Linked DNA regions of Mus musculus: all the other regions are linked to region 1. Evidence: chromatin contacts called from public Hi-C and promoter capture Hi-C data. All regions are on one chromosome and are shown on one strand. The core of a region is the stretch at or near the end of the contact, and the rest is flanking DNA. Distances in the headings are between cores, read along the strand shown. Region 1 holds the start of Atad2b (ATPase family, AAA domain containing 2B). Region 2 overlaps Gm46332 (a long non-coding RNA gene). Region 3 overlaps Itsn2 (intersectin 2).

Evidence for each region. Promoter capture Hi-C pulls out the DNA fragments that hold promoters and counts their contacts. A called contact is a pair of places that touch in the nucleus more often than the background predicts.
Region 2: a Hi-C map of embryonic stem cells shows a contact between it and region 1, with 4 times the contacts expected there. The contact joins the enhancer-like site here to the promoter of Atad2b in region 1. A contact is called at or near these places in 3 of 39 promoter capture datasets (the 3T3-L1 cell line, HPC-7-derived erythroid cells and neural stem cells), 6 of 484 Hi-C or Micro-C datasets (the HL-1 cell line, the N1E-115 cell line and embryonic stem cells), 4 of 115 datasets of contacts at active chromatin or transcription factors (embryonic stem cells and pro-B cells) and 2 of 9 other capture datasets (adipose tissue and liver).
Region 3: a contact with region 1 is called in a promoter capture Hi-C map of the HPC-7 cell line. The contact joins the enhancer-like site here to the promoter of Atad2b in region 1. A contact is called at or near these places in 7 of 39 promoter capture datasets (the 3T3-L1 cell line, the C10 cell line, the HPC-7 cell line and 3 more), 1 of 484 Hi-C or Micro-C datasets (the HL-1 cell line), 2 of 115 datasets of contacts at active chromatin or transcription factors (the 230-238 cell line and craniofacial prominence) and 3 of 9 other capture datasets (adipose tissue, liver and pancreatic islet).

What each region holds. Positions count from the first base shown.
Region 1 is chr12:4,915,775-4,919,262 of GRCm38.p6, forward strand. Atad2b (ATPase family, AAA domain containing 2B) reads left to right here and starts at 1,579. Exons shown (of 28, transcript NM_001362349.1): 1 at 1,579-2,147. The coding sequence starts at 1,935.
Region 2 is chr12:4,557,213-4,560,700 of GRCm38.p6, forward strand. The region is part of intron 1 of Gm46332 (a long non-coding RNA gene); the gene reads right to left. Among named protein-coding and RNA genes, the nearest start is that of Gm46332, 11 kb to the right of the region's middle. Within about 2 kb of position 1,894, at least 88 of the 459 cell types and tissues checked have an H3K27ac peak or open chromatin away from gene starts, as enhancers often do. A contact at or near this core is called in the HL-1 cell line and embryonic stem cells, where this site is marked.
Region 3 is chr12:4,622,511-4,625,998 of GRCm38.p6, forward strand. It overlaps Itsn2 (intersectin 2), which reads left to right. Exons shown (of 40, transcript NM_001198968.2): 3 at 2,381-2,473. Among named protein-coding and RNA genes, the nearest start is that of Gm3625, 31 kb to the left of the region's middle. Within about 2 kb of position 1,546, at least 14 of the 459 cell types and tissues checked have an H3K27ac peak or open chromatin away from gene starts, as enhancers often do. A contact at or near this core is called in the HPC-7 cell line, where this site is marked.

The DNA.
Region 1 (3,488 bases), core at 329-2,828:
ATATCCCCAAGTCTTATTTGTATATAGTTTTAAATAAAGTTTAAAAAGTATTTTATTGACTTATTTTTTTTCTCTAGTACAGACAGCTGTGCCCTATGCTCTCCATGCCTGCTTCCTCTTTCTTTCTTTCTTTCTTTCTTCCTTCTTTCTTTCTTTCTTCCTTCCTTCTTTCTTCCTTCTTTTCTTTCTTTCTTTCTTTCTTTCTTTCTTTCTTCCCTCCTTCCTTCTTTCTTTCTTTCTTTCTTTCTTTCTTCCTTCTTTTCTTTTCTTTCTTTCTTCCTTCCTTTCTTCCTTCCTTTCTTTCTTTCTTTCTTTCTTTCTTTCTTTCTTTCTTTCTTTCTTTCTTTCTTTGATGTATTTCCCCTCATTTTGTAGTTCAGAATGTATCTCTAAAGGAGTTCCTTAGGTCCTTGCTTGAAGTAGGGGCTCGTGCTTCTTACCACCAGTTGTACTTTACTGATCTCTTGTCCATTTGTTGGTGAGCTTTCTTGAGAATCAGAGGGTCTCATTATGTAGCTCTGCCTGTCCTGAAACTCACTATGTAGACCAAGTTGGCTTTGAACTTATTTACTTATTTATATATATATATATATAAATACACACAACTACTCTGTACATTCTATATAGTGAGGACTGAACAAAGCTTATTAATTTTTTGTTTGGGGTCTTACATGGCTAAATGTTATAACTATGAAGCTATTTAGTCTTTATTCACTCTTCACTTTTTTAGTGTAATAATCAGGGGAATTTCTGCCCAAATAAAGACTAGGCTCTCTATCTTAGATAAACTGTGATGCTTTGAAATGAACATTTATTCTTCCCTCTATAATTCCAGACCTTTCCATATTACATTAATTTAATAATTACATAGTACTTTGACTTTTTTTCCTTTGGAAGTGTTTTGTCTTAATTCTGCACACCGGTAGGATGGAGATAAAAGATGCTGCAAAATCCCTCCGGTAGACTTGGCTAAAGTCAAAGGGAACAACACTTGAGTTCAGTGGTTCAAATCTTTAATCCTGGCGCTTGGGATGAATGCAGAGTTCAAGGCTAGCCTGGTCTCCATAGTGAGTTTAAAAAAGGATGCAGAGTTCCTAGAGTTGTTTTTTCTTAGTTTAACTTGCGTGGATTACCGCAGGGACTTCTTTCATTCATTGCCATTATCATTTGGACAGTCATGCAATGTGCAGCCCAAGTTCATTAGGGGTCTTGCCCAAAGTACCTAGGCAACTGGAACCCCTCCGCACCGCACCGTCCTCTCCATTCCTTCTACTCCGCGCTTGGTCGGCCGTTCCTGGCGTCCTCCAGGCCACCGCAGGGGTCTGGAATCTGGGGTCCTCGGTCTTGGCCAGGCGTTGAAGGGTCCGGACTACGTTCCACGCGGAAACCCATCCTGCGCCCTGGCCGGCTCTGCCCATCCCCCAGTCTAGACAGGGCAGCAAAAGCTGGCCACTGTGGGGTTCACAGCCCAGAGCGCCTCCCCGCAGGCCTCCCGCCGATGCTGACGTCACGTCGAGGCGGGGCCTGTGCAGAAGGAAGGGCTGCGCGTCCTTGCAGCGCCCCGCAGCGGCCGCGTCCAGAAGCGGCCTTGTCGGCCCTGCGGCGCCAGAGACCTGACGCACGGAGCTCGATAGAGAGAGAACGAGAGAGAAAGGGGCAGACATGGCGGCTCCGCTCGGCTCCCGCTGAGGACCGCTGAGCGGGCGCAGGGTCTGCGCGGCCGGCCTGCAGCCTCGCTTCCGCCTCCCGCTCCCTGCCTCCTCGCGCCGCCGCCGGCTTCTGCTCCGCTCTAGCCTGTCGGGCCTGCGTCCCGGAGAGGCAACGCGAGCCGGCCCGGCGAGGCTCCGCTGGCCCCTGCCCGCCGGCGGGCCGGCCTTCCTCGCCTCTCCCGGGAGCGGCGGGCGCGGCGTGGACCCGGTCCCCCTGGCTGGACCATGGTGAACACCCGGAAGAGCTCTCTGCGCCTTCTCGGGTCCAAGTCTCCTGGGCCCGGGCCTGGGCCCGGGGCCGGAGCCGGAGCGGAGCCGGGGGCGACCGGCGGCAGCAGCCATTTCATCTCCTCTCGGACCCGCTCCTCTAAGACGCGCGCGGCCAGCTGCCCGGCGGCCAAGGCCGGGGGAAGCGGCGGCGCCCTGGACGAGGCCCGGGTAAGAGCGGCGGCCCACGGCCGAGGCTTGAAAGTGCTGGCCCGGCCGCCCGGGCTTTGTCTGGCCGGAGACCGTCTTGCGGGTGCGGTGGAGGGTGGCAGCCGCCGAAGGGCCGCGACTCCAGCACCTTAGCTGAGCCGGCCCGGTTCTTTTGTGTAAAGAACAGCACTCGAGTCCACGGGAGATGGCTCTTGGGGTTCCTTTCGGGGACATTAGAATGCTCTGCCATCCGTGTCCTTGCCCGGCTTTAGAAGGGAATTCTAGAGGAAGCAAGAATTTAAGGCTGCAGTGCCTGGCTTGGAAGGGGAGAAGAGAGAAGTGAAAGTTTTCTGCGGTGTCAAACCCCTCTTGAAAGTGTGTCAGCTCTTGCCGCTGTCTGAGTTTACTTAGTTTGGGGGTGGTTCAAGTTGGTAAGGAAGTGAACAGAGCTCCAGTTGGCAGGCAGGCAGGCAGGGATGCTGAAAAAAGTTTGTAGCTGCACTGACACCAACTTTAAAAACAAAACCAACGCTTAACGCCTCTGTAGGCAAGGCAGATCAGACACGGTGCTGTAAGCTGTAGGGCGAGCCAGCCAGCTAACCAAGGTTCTTGTAGAGAGCAGAGGACTTTCAAGTTACAAAGGGAGTATGTAGAAAGAAACGTGTCGAATGGCCATCGTGACATGGTTTCTACATTTCTGTTAAGGAAATGTTTTTCAAAAGTCAAACTAGCGTTGTTGTGGTCCGTACAATTGCAGAAGCAAGAGTTGCTTTAGTTCTTTAGAGATGAGATCTGAGATCCTGAACTTTTATCACCTGTAGTGTAAAACATGAAGCTAGCACATCGAGAAGTTTGTGTTACTATGAAATTGGTTCTGAATTCAAGGAGTGGGTTAATTCTGCCTAGAAAGAGGCTAACTTTCTAAGAGTAATTTGACTGAACAGTGTTCTTTATTTAAAATATTCCTTTAAATTCACACAATTTTTGTAACTTAACACAAGGTTTTGTAGGGATTTACAAAGTTGTGGTTTGTTTATACGTTTTCTCTGTGTTGACACTAATCAGAATGAATCTTAGTATACACAACAGAAATGCTATGTATACGCTTAGTATATACAGCAACCATGCCATGAAATATATTTATTGTATCTTTTTTTGTGAGAAATCCGGAAAGTATTTTTGAGCTGTTTTAATTTAGTAGACTTTTAGGAGTGTATAGAGTTCTTTGGTTGAGCTAAGTGTTCTGGAGGTTTTTTTTTTTCCTCCAGAAACCATCCTAAGGTACAAATTTCTGATGCTATCACATTCTTAAATAATTTTAAGGAACAGTGTGTCCTCTACACTTAAAGCGCAAATTAAATA
Region 2 (3,488 bases), core at 644-3,143, 360 kb before region 1:
AGATTCACAGGATAATCAAAAGGAAGCCTCAAGTGAAAGACTGGATTGATGTGCAAAAGACAAGACTGGGCTTCTGTTCTCCAGGAGAGGAGCTATTCTGAGAATTTTTTAGAATAGCAAGAGAGGGAGGGGAAACTAGGAAAGGGGATAACATTTGAAATGTAAATAAAGAAAAAAAGAAAAAGAACTGCTTGGAGAACTGTCTCCAGGAGAACCTAGGGAGAACTTTCAGGAGATCTCCTGAGAGGGCAGAGAGAAAGAAAGAACAGAGAGAAAGCAGGCTGGAAAGCTGTCTCTAGCAGAGCATTGGCCACTAGCTTGGGACCCACAGTTTGACTTCAGAACCCCTCTCCAAGCCCAGGCCGGCCCTTGTCATAAGAGCACTTCCTGACCTTGCGGAGGCGTGGGGTTAAGTTCTTGGCATCCACTTTGATGGCTCACAACCATCTGTAACCTCATTTCCAGGGGATCCCTAACCTTCTTCCAAGCTCTCAGAGCACCAGCCACAGATGTGGTCAGGCACACACATGCAGGCAGCCTACACATAAGGTAAATATGTCTAAATAGGAATTGGAAGAGAAATAAGTACTATTCTAAATTTTATGTTATCTTTGAATTCTTAGGGCTTAAGCATCTTATATATTTATAGTTTTACATCCTTTACATTTCATTTGGATGAAATAATATAATATGTACTCTGTGACTTGCCTCCTCTCATTCAACATTATATTCCTGAGATTTGCTGGTGCTGTTGTAGCTTCACTGTTAAATAGTATTCCATTCTATGCTGTAATCCATCATTCAACTACTGCTGGACCCTGGTGCTGCTTCTAATATTATGCTATTATAATTAGTGCCACTGTCACTGGGGACATAGCTTAGTGATAGAGTGCTTACTTAGCATTCGCAAAGGCCCTAGGGGCAATTCCCAGCACAATCAAAGTAAAACAGTCCCACTGAATTGGTTTGTTCTTTTGAGAGTTTCTCTAGGATGTGGCGTTGTTACATCACCTTCTGCTTGACTAGCTAGCGGATGCTGTCTTTCCAGTTATTGTCTCATTTTAGTACTCCCACTGGCAGGGCATTAAGAGTTTTTATTTCTCCACATAATTGACAAAATTCAGTATTATTGATAGTTTGCTTAATGTAAACTTGTACCTCTTTTTTCACTTTTTTGGGAGATGGGGGTCTCACTATGGCACCCAAGCTGGCCTGGAACTCACTAGCCTCAAGCCCCAGTCTTCCAAGTAGATACAACTACGGACACCTGTACCCAGTTACAATCAGGTCTCTTTTCTTCTCCTTCTCCTCCTCTTCCTCCTCCTCTTCCTCCTCCTCCTCCTTCCTCCTCCTCCTTCTTCTTTTTAAAGATTTATTTTATTTATATGAGCACACCATTGCTTTCTTCAGACACACCAGAAGAGGACACCAGATCCCATTAAAGATGGTTGTGAGCCACCACCATGTGGTTGCCAGGAATTGAAGTCAGGACTTCTGGAAGAGCAGTCGGTGCTCTTAACCTCAGAGCCATCTCTCCAGCCCTACATGTCTTAGTGTATCATTCCGCTGTGGTTAAATGTAGCTGAGCATTTCTCCTTGTTGCATTCCTTTCTCCTGGGAGCGTGCCAGTCAGCATTCAGGAATGTGCTAAACTTGGAAAGAGGAAAGGTTACTTTGTCTCAGTTTTGGAGGTTTCAGTCCTTTGCTGATTGGCTCTGCTGTTCTGGGCCTGTGCTAACACACAATGGTACAAACTACAGAAGAAGCACCGTCACTTCATGGCAAAGAGCAAAGGGAACCACATAAATGGAGGGAGCCCTTGATCTGTGCTTATATGCACACTGTACGCAAGTGAGCGAGCACACACAGACACACACACACACACACACACACATAAACGGAGGGAGAGGGAGCAAGAGTTAGCACCTCAGGAAGTGCTGGTTTCCCTTCTCGATGCTGTGTAGTGATGAGGCCTAGCTGCAGCCGGGGATTGATTGAACACACAGATGAAGACAACTGTAAGGAGGAAAAGAGAGCCAGAGTCCCTGAATTAAGTTAATCTCAAATCCGAATTTTTTCTTTTTTTTCTGGTTCTCTAAACTAATACTATGTTGTTTAAGTCAGAGTTTGGTAGTTCATTTGAAGGAAAATAAAAGTCTATGATACTATTTCCTTGATGGCCTCCTTCAAATCTATCATGCCAGTTAGGAGAGTCCTCCGTAAAGACACAGTTGTAGGGGTCCCAACAGTTTGGCCTGGTCAATCAGTTCCTGCAGTGTTGAAAGCAGAATAGGGTTTATTTTCAGTGTAGATGTACCAGCGACAATAAAGAGTCTAGTGACCTAAAATCTGTCTTTGAGGTGTAAGCAACAGCTCTGTGGCTATATATAGGGAGCGCCAAAGTCGAGGATTTATATAGCTAGTAATCCTGGGGAGACTGTGGTCTGGTTGGTTATTAGCCTGGGACTGGCCAGTGCCACGGAAGTCACTGCTGCTTGGGAGGCGGTTTCCATTTCTGTCAGATCTGTGATCCTAGGATTTAAGATAAAGCAGGGGAAGAGAGTAACTCAGAGAACAGGTCAGAGAGGGAGCCACACAGAATCAGGCCAGTGGCCGGGCCTTCTTCACTGTGTCTCTAGCAGAATCCTCTGGGTTTGTTACATATGAAGAATACCCTCGTTAGTGTGGTTTTAGTATTTTATTTTAAAAGCATGATTTAACTGTGGGAGTTATTGGCTCAGATGTTATAATCTTTTCATTGTAGTTTTGGAGACTGAACCCAGGGCTTCACACATGCCAGAAGAGCCCTCCTCCAGTGAGTTACACCTCGTGGGTTTGTCATATACAAGTTTTTAACACTGACATGCTCAATTCCTCTGTGAGTTCTCATTTTATCATTTATTGTATAGTTGGTGCCTGGAGCCTAGAAGGGTTTGGATACCATGTATTCCATGATGGCCTTGAACTCTCTGACCCTCCAGCTTCCATCTCTGAAGTGTTGGTATTTGTCTTAGATTAGGTTTCACTGCTATAAAGAAACACCCCATGAGCACAGCAACTCTTATAAAGAAAACATTAATTGGGGCTGGCTTACAGTTTCAGAAGCTTAGTGTTATCATCATGCAGGAAGCATGGCAGCATGCAGGAAGACAGTGCTGGAGGAGCCTAGAGTTCTACATCCTGATCTGTAGGCAGCAGCAGGAGACTATGTGCCACACTGGGTGTAACTTGAGCATATGAGACCTCAAAACCTGCCCCCACAATGACACACTTCCTCCAACAAGGCCACATCTACTCGATAAGGTCATGCCTCCTAATAGTGCCACTCCCTATGGCCAAGCATACAAACACATGAGTCTGTGGGGGCCATACCTATTCAAACTACCACAGTATTATATGTGTTTGCTACCATACCTGACTCCTTGTAACAGTTTTTTAATCTAAAAGCATTTGTACCTGCAGCTGGTTCACTGGTTATTCTCATGTAT
Region 3 (3,488 bases), core at 296-2,795, 290 kb before region 1:
GTGAAACCATTTTTTTGTCCATTTTTAATTATTTTTTCAGGTTACCATACAAAGTAGTGATGTTTTTAAAAATGGAATTTTCATACATTTATTTCATTACCCTTTGTTTTGTCGTTCTCAAGCCATTATTTTATTGTAGGTATATTGTTTATTCTATATGGTCTTTGAGGAACCCTTTGAGTTAGGTGGCATTCCCAGGCTACAGAGTTAGTGCCTACAGTGCAGAGAGCTTGAACATCTTTTACATGTATGCTGAGATGATATAGTTTAGGGAGTTCAGGCTACCCCAGTTCTAACCTCATTTCCCATGTGGTCAAAGTTTTGTTTTGTTTTTCTTCATGCCAGGGACCCAACCCATGACTTTGTGCTTGTTAAGCCACACACTACCACTGAGTTAATCCTCAACTGCCCAAGTTCTAATCTCAGCTCTGCTACTTACTGTATTATCTTAAGCCAGTTACTTTTCCACCACTGCTTTTAGTTCCTTCGCCATAGTAGTCTCCTGGTTTATTGCGTGGCCCTGGGGTTAAGGAGGCAGCACATAAGTACCTGACATCATTGGGCTCACAGCTGTTTTCATCCCTGTTGTCATTTTCATCTTTTTAATCAACATTTTCCCAAAGTCATACATAGTAAATAAGTTCCAATACACATGACTGTCCTGCTCAGCACAGGACTTCTTACAGATTTTTATGGAATTTTCAAATGAATACATGATTATATGTTATTCTTAGCCATTCCTCCCCACACACTGGTCGTTCCACTATGTACCTGGTTTATTTCTATAATCTTAGTAGGTGAAAGATGATGGCTAATGTTATTTTATTGTAGGTATATTCTTCATTGCATGGATAATATGCTCAGTCTTGCGATAATAAGCTGATAAGACAAGGAAAGTTTTATTGCACATGTGTTTATATCAGAAGTGTATAGTTTAGCTATTTTTAGATCTTTAGTTTATCAACATATCTGTTTATTTTTAACTTTAACTTTTAAAACTTTTTATAGTTTTTTTTTAATTCACTCACTTGGGCTAAGGAAAAGTGTTTTATCAAATTAGTTTTAACATCTGAAATTTGAGTAGGCCTTTTCAGTGATAAATTTTTTTGAAAATTACTTTCTAATACCGATTTTTTTACTCAGTGTGGACAGCAGATATATATGAGTTTATATGTGTAAATACCTATGGTTCCTTGTTGAGAGATGTTGAGTAAACCAAAAGTGTAGGCAGAAGTGAGGTATAGATGATTACTACCCAAGTGATTGATAAAGCGTCCCAAGGGTTCCTTCAGAAAGCTGCTCCTGATTCAGTGTGAAAGACAGGTCGCACCCCTGACCTGGGTAGTAAGGCACTCTTTATTGTCCCCTTGTTCCTTCTTTTATTGATTCAGACATCTATTCAGAAATCATTTTTAAATGTTTGCTCTTTCCTGGGTACTCAACTGGTTCCTGGAAAAGAAAGGTCTCAAAATCTGGTAGTGCAGAGGGACATGAGACAGCACCTTCTTAAGTGCTCTGCAGAAGTGTGACCTGTGTCTTGAGAATCTAGAAGAGGAAGCAATTACTGTCATTTAGATCCCAGGGTCCTCTGGATGGAAGTGACATCTGCCCTGACCTTGAGAGATAAAGCTTGAAAGGAAGGGTCAGGGTTAAGCTTGGTGGTAGACATCTTACCTAGTGCAGAGAGGCCTTATCAATCCCCTGTGGTGAAGGAAAAAGAAAAATGCCCCTTTGCAGCAAATTCAGACTAGTTATTCCCTGCTACTTTCTGTACTTAAATTGGTACCTTAGCTGGTAGTAAGCCTCTTTGTTTGGTTTACCAAGAGAGGCTTTGGTTTACTTAGAGCATCTTGCATATCCCAGCCTCTCAAACCACATCCTTTTTGTGTGAGATAAATGCTCTTCTACCACCTTGGCACATGGCAAGATGCCAAAGCTTCCAGCCTCTGCTTAGGTCTTAATCTTTCTTGCTATTTCACGTCACTTCTGATGTTTTGAACTTAGGATTCCACATCTTTTGCCATGGTTCTGCTGGGGTCCTTCACAGTTAACACAGTAGATGGTGGTCCTTTCTAGGTATTTCTTTGAGAATGAGAATGATACTGTAAACTTTTTATTGCCACTATTTACCTCATCCTTGTGAGTGGTGTACAGTGATTATTCAATAGATGTTAACTGAGTAGATGACTGGAAAGCCTTAGGGTTGCTGTATGTAGTTGATAGAATTCTACTTTATGTCCTTCAAACATTAAATAGTCTCATCAAATGAATGTTTACGATTCATGTTTACAAGTTAAAATTTTGTGTTCTTGTGAATGACATAGTTTTGAGCAGGCTCATGTACCTCCTATAATATCTTGGCCTTTCATATATGTTTTAGGAGGGCCAAATATGTGGGCTATTACATCTGAAGAACGTACTAAGCATGATAAACAGTTTGATAACCTCAAACCTTCAGGAGGTTACATAACAGGTTTGTATTTAATCTTTGTTATATTATTTATTATAAATATGTACCTGTTTATATATCTTAGAGTTAAGTTTAATAACTGCTATCAAAATTGTATTAAGTAATAAAATTCATATCTACCAAAACTCTAGAATTTAAAGATACTTTATTTTTCCCACAACTGTCTTAATTTGTTGATTCATTTTGGCATATGGGAGTTTTTTTCTTAAATTCTAAGTGGTGGTCCAGAATCCATTTTATTACATATTAATACTATTTCAAGAAGTTTTTTTATTTATATCTTATACCAGATATTTTTCCCAGAGTTTCCCCCTCAAAAAAAAACTTTAAAAATTTTTTATTTATTTAGGATTTGCTTGTTGTTGTTTTGAGAGAGGGTCTTGCTGTATAGCTCAGACTGGCCTCTAACCTGTTACATCCTCCTACCTTAGCTTCTTCTGACTGCTTAGATTACAGGGATGTGGCATCCCAAAGTCTGTTTCCATAATGCTAGCTCCCCTTTGAGAGATAGCATTAATTAAGTATTAATTATTGGTGTTAACAACTTGTCTTGTAGAAAGACCACTAGAATAAAAGAAGTGATCCGTTTGAGTTATCTTTCTTTTCTTTTTCAAGAAATGAAACTTTCCATTTTCGTTCCACTGCATCTTAATGCTTTTATGTATAACAGTTGTCACAGAAATGACACCTATACCATTTTTTGGCTTTGTAGTATGCGTTACTGTGTTTCACCTTCACAGTACCTCTGTGAGGCAGATACTGTGTTCATCTGTATTCACAGGGTAAAGCCTAGTCCAAGAAATGATGTGGATTTGCCTAAGGCTATCATGATGACTACTGATACCTTTCAGGCCTTCTTCAGAATCCATCCCCGTATTTATTATAGTCCGATGTCATTTGTATTCCTGCTGTACCATCCCTGCTGTCAGAGTTTGACTTGTTTCCTGACGAGCTAATAATAGTTATCCATGGCTACTAGAAGATCTGAGATTCCTGAGTCAGGACCTTACCACTAGTA